Regions from separate parts of the Pan troglodytes genome. Here region 2 is linked to region 1. Evidence: chromatin contacts called from public HiChIP or PLAC-seq data. All regions are on one chromosome and are shown on one strand. The core of a region is the stretch at or near the end of the contact, and the rest is flanking DNA. Distances in the headings are between cores, read along the strand shown. Region 1 holds the start of NXNL2 (nucleoredoxin like 2). Region 2 holds the start of SPIN1 (spindlin 1).

Region 1 (3,900 bases), core at 991-3,490:
CACGGCAGAAAGAGGGTCCTCAGAGCCAGGAGAACTGAACTCTATGCCTCAATGGCACATCTGTAAAATGGGGCAATAGACTAGAGAGCTGGGACATAACCAGCGGACACATGAGCTCACATGTGATCAGCTCAACCCTGACAACAACCACGTGATGTATCATATGCTCAGCAATAAAATACCTTGCCTGCCATCACCTGGCAAGTAAATCCCAGAGCTGGGCCAGAGCTTTGTGCCTAATTACTATAATGATACTGCCATCGTCTCTCGCTTTCAAGCCTGTGTTCTTTCAAAAGCTTACAAATAACTTGAGTACTAAACAAGTCCAATCCTGTTTTTAAAAGCACCACTTGAACTGATTCTATAAGAAATCCTTTTGCAAAGTGAACCACCCATCTTGGAGATTCATTATCAATAGAACTTTCAGAGTCCCGGTGTGAGTGAGGCTCCCAGAAGCAGGTTACCCCCCTGGAAGGCTGGGCGGTGCCCTGCCTGGGCCTCCTCTTTCACTGGGAATCACCAAAAATCATGTTTGGGGGAATAATTAGATTTCTTCCCATTAATTACTCATCTACAAAACTTTCCAAAGTTAGCTTCCAGTTTTCATTTTCCAGAAGGAATGTCATCTCATGATAATCAGTTTAGGGGGTAATGCCACAACTTAATGATAATCTCCAGAAATGTGAGGCTGTAAAACAAAACCCAGAAATTCACATTGGTACCTAGAAGGGGGTGGCCAGGACAACATACTTGACGAGGCCTGCTTTAAACCTAAGTCTGGACTCTTACACCATAGGAGACCACAGGAGACCCACCCCAAAAGCAGAACAATCAATCCCTGTAATCCCCTCTCTGCCAATCCCTACCCCCTCCTTTGCAACAGTTAGAGTAATAAAGTTTATAGAAATGAGTTTTATGCTTCTCTAGTGGTGAAATTCCATCAGTGTCGGTAAAAATGAAACCGCAAAGGTGGCCAGCACCTGGGTTCCTGCCAGCCTTGAAGCCCCCGTCCCTCCCTCCTAGCAAACCAACCACGGCCTGCACTGTGGGTGCCTGTCACAGAGCTGATGTCCTCGCGGGTCATCCCTCATCCCCGCATCCAGACACCGGGTCATGTCCCTGTGCTTCCTGCCCACTAACTGGGAGGATGACGCAGCGGCGCCGGGAGTCCAGGGCTGATTGGGCCGGCGGTTCCCGGAGCCGAGCCCGCGAACCCACAGCATCAACACCACTGGGAGCTCCTTCGCAATGCAGATTCCCGGAGCTCCAGACCCCAGGCAGAAACGCGCCCGCGTCCATGCTCCACGAGCCCCCTTGGGGTGCCGATGCCCTGGGTTTTCGAATCTGGTCTGCACCCTCCCTGGTCTCCAAGAGAGGTTGAAACTGAGACTGAGTGTGATTTACCGGAGCCCGGACGTGAACCGAGAGACGGGGAGGTGGTGGGGGAGGGGGGGCGTCATAAAGAGCTCCCCAGTGCAGAGGGGGAGGCCTGGGGGAACATGGGGAAGACGTGCCGGGCGGCCCCCGCCCCCCCAGGACCCCCACTCACTGCCGGTAGGGGTCGTGGAAGGGCAGCGCCAGCCAGGCGCCATGCAGCTCGCGCATGAAGTCCAGCATCTCCTGGGAGCTGCCGTCGGCTGACACGAAGACCACTTCGAAGGGCGCGGGCCGCCGTGCCTCGGCCACCAGCGCCGTATAGAAGTCGCAGAGCAGCGGCGTGAAGTCGCGGCTCGGCGCGCACCGGGCGGCCGCGAAGTACAGTGCCACCACCTTGTTCTGCAGCGCCGCCTCGGCCTCCACCGTCGCGCCCTTACAGGTCACCAGGTGCCGCCCGCCCAGAATGTCAACCATGGCGCAGACGCGCAGCCACCTGAGACCCGAGGACACCTGCAGGAGGATGATCACCTGCGGGGAGGCGGCGGCGAGCGCCGCGGTGCCCCGCCTCTGTCCGCACCACCGGGCGCTGGACCTCTCAAGACCTGCCCCAGATGCGCCCACACCTTGGCCAGGCCTCGCCTGTGGCTGGAGCAATTGTGTTCGCGCCGACAATGAGACACTCAGACACCAGAGACCCCAGATACCTGGGCGACAGCGCGGCACCCGCCTCTGGGAAGGGAGCCAGCCAGGCAACCTCAAGCCCTCTGATCTCTGCACCCTCCCCCAACTGCGCCCCGCCCACACTCCTGCGCCCTCCCACCACTGCGCCCCGCCCACATTCCCCGCATGCTCCCCAACTGCGCCCCGCCCACATCCCGCACTCTCCACCCACTGCGCCCCGCCCACATCCCCGCCCCCGCCCCCACTGCGCCTCGCCCGTATCCCCACACTGTCCCCACGCTGTCCCCCCACTGCGCTGGGCCCACATCCCTACACTCTCGACCCACTGCGCCCCGCCCACATCTCCGCACCCTCCCCCACCGCACCCCGCCCACATCCCCGCACTCTCCTCCAACTGCGCCTCGCCCACATTCCACAGTTTCCCCTCACTGCGCCCCGCCCACATCCCCGCACTCTTCTCCAACTGCGCCTCGCCCACATTCCACAGTTTCCCCTCACTGCGCCCCGCGCACACTCCCGCTCCCTCCCCCACTGCGCCCCGCCCACACTCCCGCGCCCTCCCCCACTGCGCCCCGCCCACACTCCCGCGCCCTCCCCCTCACTGCGGCCCGCCGACATCCCGCGCCCCCGCCCCCATCCCGACTGCGCCCCGCCCACCTCCCGCGCCCTCTCCCACTGGTTGTCCAGCCCACATCCCGCACTCCCTCCACTGCGCCCCGCTCACACTCCCGCACCCTCCCCTCACTGCGCCCTGCCCACATTCCTGCACTCTCCCCCCACTACGCCCCCTACCACATCCCGCGCCCCCACCCCCATCCCCACTGCGCCCCGCCCACACTCCCGCGCCCTCGCGCCCCTGGGCTCTCCCGTCGTGGGCACTCTCCCCAGCGCCTCTACACTTTCTCCCGACGCAGCGCCCTGCCCTCCGTCCCGCCCCACCTATTGCCTCCTGCGCTTCCCCCACACCGTGCTCTTCCTCCTCCTTCACTTCCTCCCACTCCTCGCGCTCCCCTTCAGCGCCCCACGCAGCCCCTCCCCCAAAACCCTGCGTCGCTCTCCTTCCCTCCTGGCCTCTCTTCCAGTCTCGCGCTCCCTGCCGGGCCCCGCCGCAGGTGTCCCGCAGCCGTCTCCCCAGGGCATTTGAATCTTGCCTTGGAGCTCTTGCCGCGCGGCCCAGCGCCTTGAAAGAGGCATCAGGGAGGATGGGACGACGAGGAAGGGGAAGGGTAATTGGGCTTGGAGCGGGCTTGAGCGGGGTGGTAGGGAACCTGAGCTCCGTTGGTTCAGGGTGTTTGCCCCTGACATCCTGTGTCCTGGCTGGGAGGGTTCGTGAAGTTCAGGAAGAAATTGGGAGCAGTCCTTACAGAATGTTTTATTTGAAGAACCAAGAGTATTAATTTTTTGGCGAGCACTGTTGTAGGCCCTGGGAATTCAGCAGTGAGAAAAAGAATTTCAACTCCCTGCCAGACCCGGGCTAGAAGGAGGCAAGCGAGCGAGGCACTCGCATAGGGGCAAAATTTAAGGGCGCGACAAAAAACTCAGTAATCAAGGTAAATAATGTTTTAATACAATATCTTAAAAAGTCAAAATGAATGCAAAAGAAGTTTATAATGAACAAAATATCAAAAACTTAAAGACAGTGAATGAAACCAAAATATGCCACCCTAAAATATGCCGCTTTGGTATATTGATTATTTTGAGCGAGAGGCACTTGAAAAATAGCAAATGCAGAGAGACGTTCTCCCCTTACCTGTCTAAAGACGGAGCCTCCAAAAGAAACTGATCGTCGTAAATTCCCTCCCGGGAGGATGGACTCTTATCACAGCAGAAGTCCACACCACA
Region 2 (3,900 bases), core at 662-3,161, 150 kb after region 1:
TCTACTACCTATAATTCTGGCATACACATTCTTTACAACCTTAATATATAATTATCAAATCTGATAACGAACGTTCTGTAAATTACCAGGTACTACAATATTTTGGTGTTTGCCTTTTAACTAAAGCTGAGGGGGGAGAGTGGGGAGGTTGGAAGAAGCCTCATTTCACCTGCCCTTTCCAAAATTTCACTTCAAAAGAGTGTTAAAAAAACTCAGTGTATCTAGGTATAAATCTCCAAGTTTAATTTTCACTGCTTAACAAAAGCGATGTAGAAAGCAATTACTGTACCCTCCATTAATCCTTTCGGATTGCATGGAATTCCTTCCAGAAAATTCCAACAGAAAAAAAGTTAAGACAGGTAATCGCGTTTTGGTACGTGTGTCGTCTCTGGCACAAGTCATGTAGAGTGAAATCCTTTAAGACATTTAAATGTTCCTGGTATTGTTTTGTGATTAACGTGATAAAATTGCCAAACAATCCATATTTACCATGAGTGAAAACACTTCCACCACGTACGGAAAATCTCTCCAAAACACAAAATCTGATTCAAAAATTATAAGTAAAAAGAGAATAAATGTAAAAACAATTGCGTAAACAAACTTTGAAATGCGTATACGATGACATTACTGAAGCCATTACTCAAAACGAACCTCTGTAAAATCGAGAACGCACAATCAATGCAATAAGATGCTCGAGAAAGCCAAACCCGAGGCGCTGCGCAGTTCCCGCATCGCACAATTCGTTTCAACACATTCCTTGACGAATACACCCAAGGTCACTCACGATGGAGAGGAAAAGTGCCTGTCTCTCTCCAGAGCACGCAACCCGTTCGCCGCGCCCCCACGGAGGGCGGCGAAGAGACGGCGCATCAGGAAAGGGGCTGCGCGGGCGCGAGGACTGGCCGGTGGGCGTTCCGGCGCCGCGAACCGCGGAGCCTGCAACTTACAAGGTCCGCGGCCATCCCCCGGGCCTGGGAGAGGTGGCCCCAGGGCAGGCCCGCGTCCCCGGGGTGACCCGACCCGCCGCGCCGGGGTCCCGCCCCTCCCCCCGCCCCGCCCCCGTCGCCAGCCCGGGATTATGCAACGTTCCCCCTCCCCGCCTGCATTCTGGCGCAGCGCCCCCTCCCCGCGCCCGACTGCGCAGCGCCGCCGCCCCCTGCCCGCCGGCCTCCCCGCCCGGCTCCAAACAAAGCGCGCGCTAAGGGGCCGGCGGCGGCCGGGGAACTGGGGACGGGAGGGTGGCGGCCATGTTGGCGGGGGGCGGCGGGGATGGGGGGACGGAGGAGTGGGGGCCGGCGAACAAAGGAGCGCGCGCCCGCCCCGAGGCCCAGGCCCGCCCAGCCCGGGTCCCCGCCGCGGCCCGGCCGGCAGGGGGCGCTATGCGGGCGCCGCCCGCTGGACAATGCTCCGCCGGGCCCCGCGCTGGCCGCGCTCACCTGCGCCCCCGGGCAGACCGCCGCACCGCTGGCCCGCCCGCAGCCCGCACCCCCTCACGACCCACGCCCGCCCTGCGCGAGCCTCACCTGGTGACCGCCGAGGCTGCAGTCCACAGGCCCACGGGTACCGCCGTCGCTCGTTCGCGCTCCCGCTGGCCCCAGCCTGAGCCAGACGGCGCCTCCCCGCCCCCGCTCCCTCGCCGCGGACGCCGCCCGCCCCCCAACAGTCAGAGCGCACGCGCACTGCGCCCGCCGAACTGCGACGGCCGCGCCGCCCCGGCGCCTGGCGCCGACGGCCGACTGCGCAGGCGCAGTGGGGCGGGGCGGGGCCGGCGGGGGCGGGGCCTGGCCCCTCTCACCTGGCTGGCGGCAGGGCGGGGCTCGAGCCGGGGACTGCCAGGTGCGCGCCGGGAATGGGCGGCGGCAGGCGCGCGGGGCACAGGTTCCTGACGGGGCGCAGCTTTTCCCGGAAGGCAGGCAGCCTGAGAAGGGCTTCGTTTTTGCGCAGTAGGACGTTGAAGAAAGGACAAGCCCCCTTTGTCCTGGACGTAAGCCGCAAGTCGTCCAGAGTGGTGCACACCGCGAAGACTGAGGAAACTGGATCACAGGGCTGGGCCGTGAGCCTTGAACCTCGGAGAACGTCGCATTACTGCTCCAGCGCGCCGGTTCAGGGCCGCGGGACGCGAGCCCTTTAAAAGGATGGATTTGCTTCCTGTGACTCCCTGGAAGAGACGTCTTCACCACCGCACTACGTAGAGGCCGGCGTCGTCGCCCGCTCACCCCGCTTGCTGCCTCCCCGCACAAAGCCCAGCCCAGGTAGCTCAGGTTAGCTGGAGCCCCGGAGCCTCACCTGGCCTGGCCTAGGTTGTGTGGGGACGGGATGTGGCTTCTGCAAGCCCAGAAACCTGTTTCCACTCCCCCACCACAAATGGAACTCACCCAGCTCTACTCGCAAGGTTAGGAGCCAAAAATTCCCATGATCGCACGCGAATTCATTTGACTTCCGTTTCAGTTAAGATGCCTTTTCAGCATTTTGTTGCTTGTTTGCAGAAGGGAGAGAGGTAGGATCAAGAATAGTTTTTACTCCTGCAGAGTCGAGTGCGGGACTTGGAGGCTGAGTCCAGGCGCTCTCCCCTCCCCGCCAGTCCCGTGTCCTGGAGCAGGTCACTGACCCGGTTCCTCGAGTGCGACAGCGCAGCCTCATCATAATAAACCGCCTCCCAAAGCGTTGTCAGATCAAATTTCAGAACATGTTACTGGAAACCACCTTGAACACTCTAAACTGCAGCACAGTTATTAGTTAGCAATACTCTTTGGGGTTTCACTGGCACCTTTTCTAACAAATAAGAATGATAGATGCCTGCTCAAACAAATTGAAGTGCTTGTCTCAGATGACACACTTGGCAGGCATGGGACGTTCACAGGCCAACTAGAGGGCTAATTTCAAAACTGAGATATAAAAGTGTATCGCTGTACTTACAAGTTACCAAGTGTTGAGAAATTACTCACTTTCATTTGTGTATTTAATGTCTTTTTTGTTTTTTTAGACGGAGTCTCACTCTGTTCCCCAGGCTGCAGTGCAGTGGCATGATCTCGGCCCACTGCAACCTCCGCTTCCTGGGTTCAAGCAATCCTCACATTTCAGCCTCCCGAGTAGCTGGGATTACAGGCGCGCACCACCATGTCCAGCTAATTTTTAAAAATATTTTTAGTAGAGACGGGGTTTCGCCATGTTGGCCAGGCCGGTCTCAAACTCCTGGCCTCCAGCAATCCGCTGGCCTCGGCCTCCTGAAGTGCTAGGATTACAGGCGTGAGCCACCGCGCCTGGCCTGTTTAATGTCTTATAGTGGGGTCATCTCCGAAACAAAGAGGGATGGGAAGAAGGTAGGTGCCAAGAAGTCTGCTGGTTGGAAAATTTCATCTCATTGGTGAGATCCCTGGGTTTCTCCACCTCAGCAGTGTTGGCTTTTGGGATGGGATAATCCTTTCATGTGAGGTCTGTTCCATACTTTGTAGGATGTTTGACAGCATCCCTGGCCTCCACCCACTAGATGCCAGTAGCACACACACTCCTCCAAAATTCACGGAAAACGTCTTCAAAGTCAAATATGTAGCCCCACCTCCATCTCCGTCCCCAACCCCTGACTTAAAATTTGCCACTAGTGATGATCACATTGGGAGCTATTGAGAATACACAGGACTGTGGTTTACACCTGTAATCCCAACACTTTGGGAGGCTGAGGCTGGAGGATGGCTTGAGCCCAGGAGTTCGAGACCAGCCTGGGCAACATAGCAAGACCCCAACTCTAAAATAAATAAAATTTTTAAAAATTTTTAAAAGGCCAAGAACAGTGGCTCTCACCTGTAATCCCAGCACTTTGGGAGGCCGAGGCAAGTGGTTCACTTGAGGTCAGGAGTTTGAGACCAGCCTGGCCAACACAGTGAAACCCCATCTCTGCTAAAA

Evidence for each region. HiChIP or PLAC-seq counts read pairs in DNA pulled down with a chosen protein or histone mark.
Region 2: a contact with region 1 is called in an H3K4me3 HiChIP or PLAC-seq map of stem cell-derived excitatory neurons, with 3 times the contacts expected there. The contact joins the promoter of SPIN1 here to the promoter of NXNL2 in region 1. A contact is called at or near these places in 1 of 7 Hi-C or Micro-C datasets (blood) and 1 of 1 datasets of contacts at active chromatin or transcription factors (stem cell-derived excitatory neurons).

Annotation. Positions count from the first base shown.
Region 1 is chr11:49,942,782-49,946,681 of NHGRI_mPanTro3-v2.0_pri, forward strand. It overlaps NXNL2 (nucleoredoxin like 2), which reads right to left and starts at 2,241. Exons shown (of 3, transcript XM_016961102.3): 1 at 1,550-2,241. The coding sequence starts at 1,851.
Region 2 is chr11:50,089,621-50,093,520 of NHGRI_mPanTro3-v2.0_pri, forward strand. It overlaps SPIN1 (spindlin 1), which reads right to left and starts at 1,912. Exons shown (of 6, transcript XM_016961098.4): 1 at 1,796-1,912.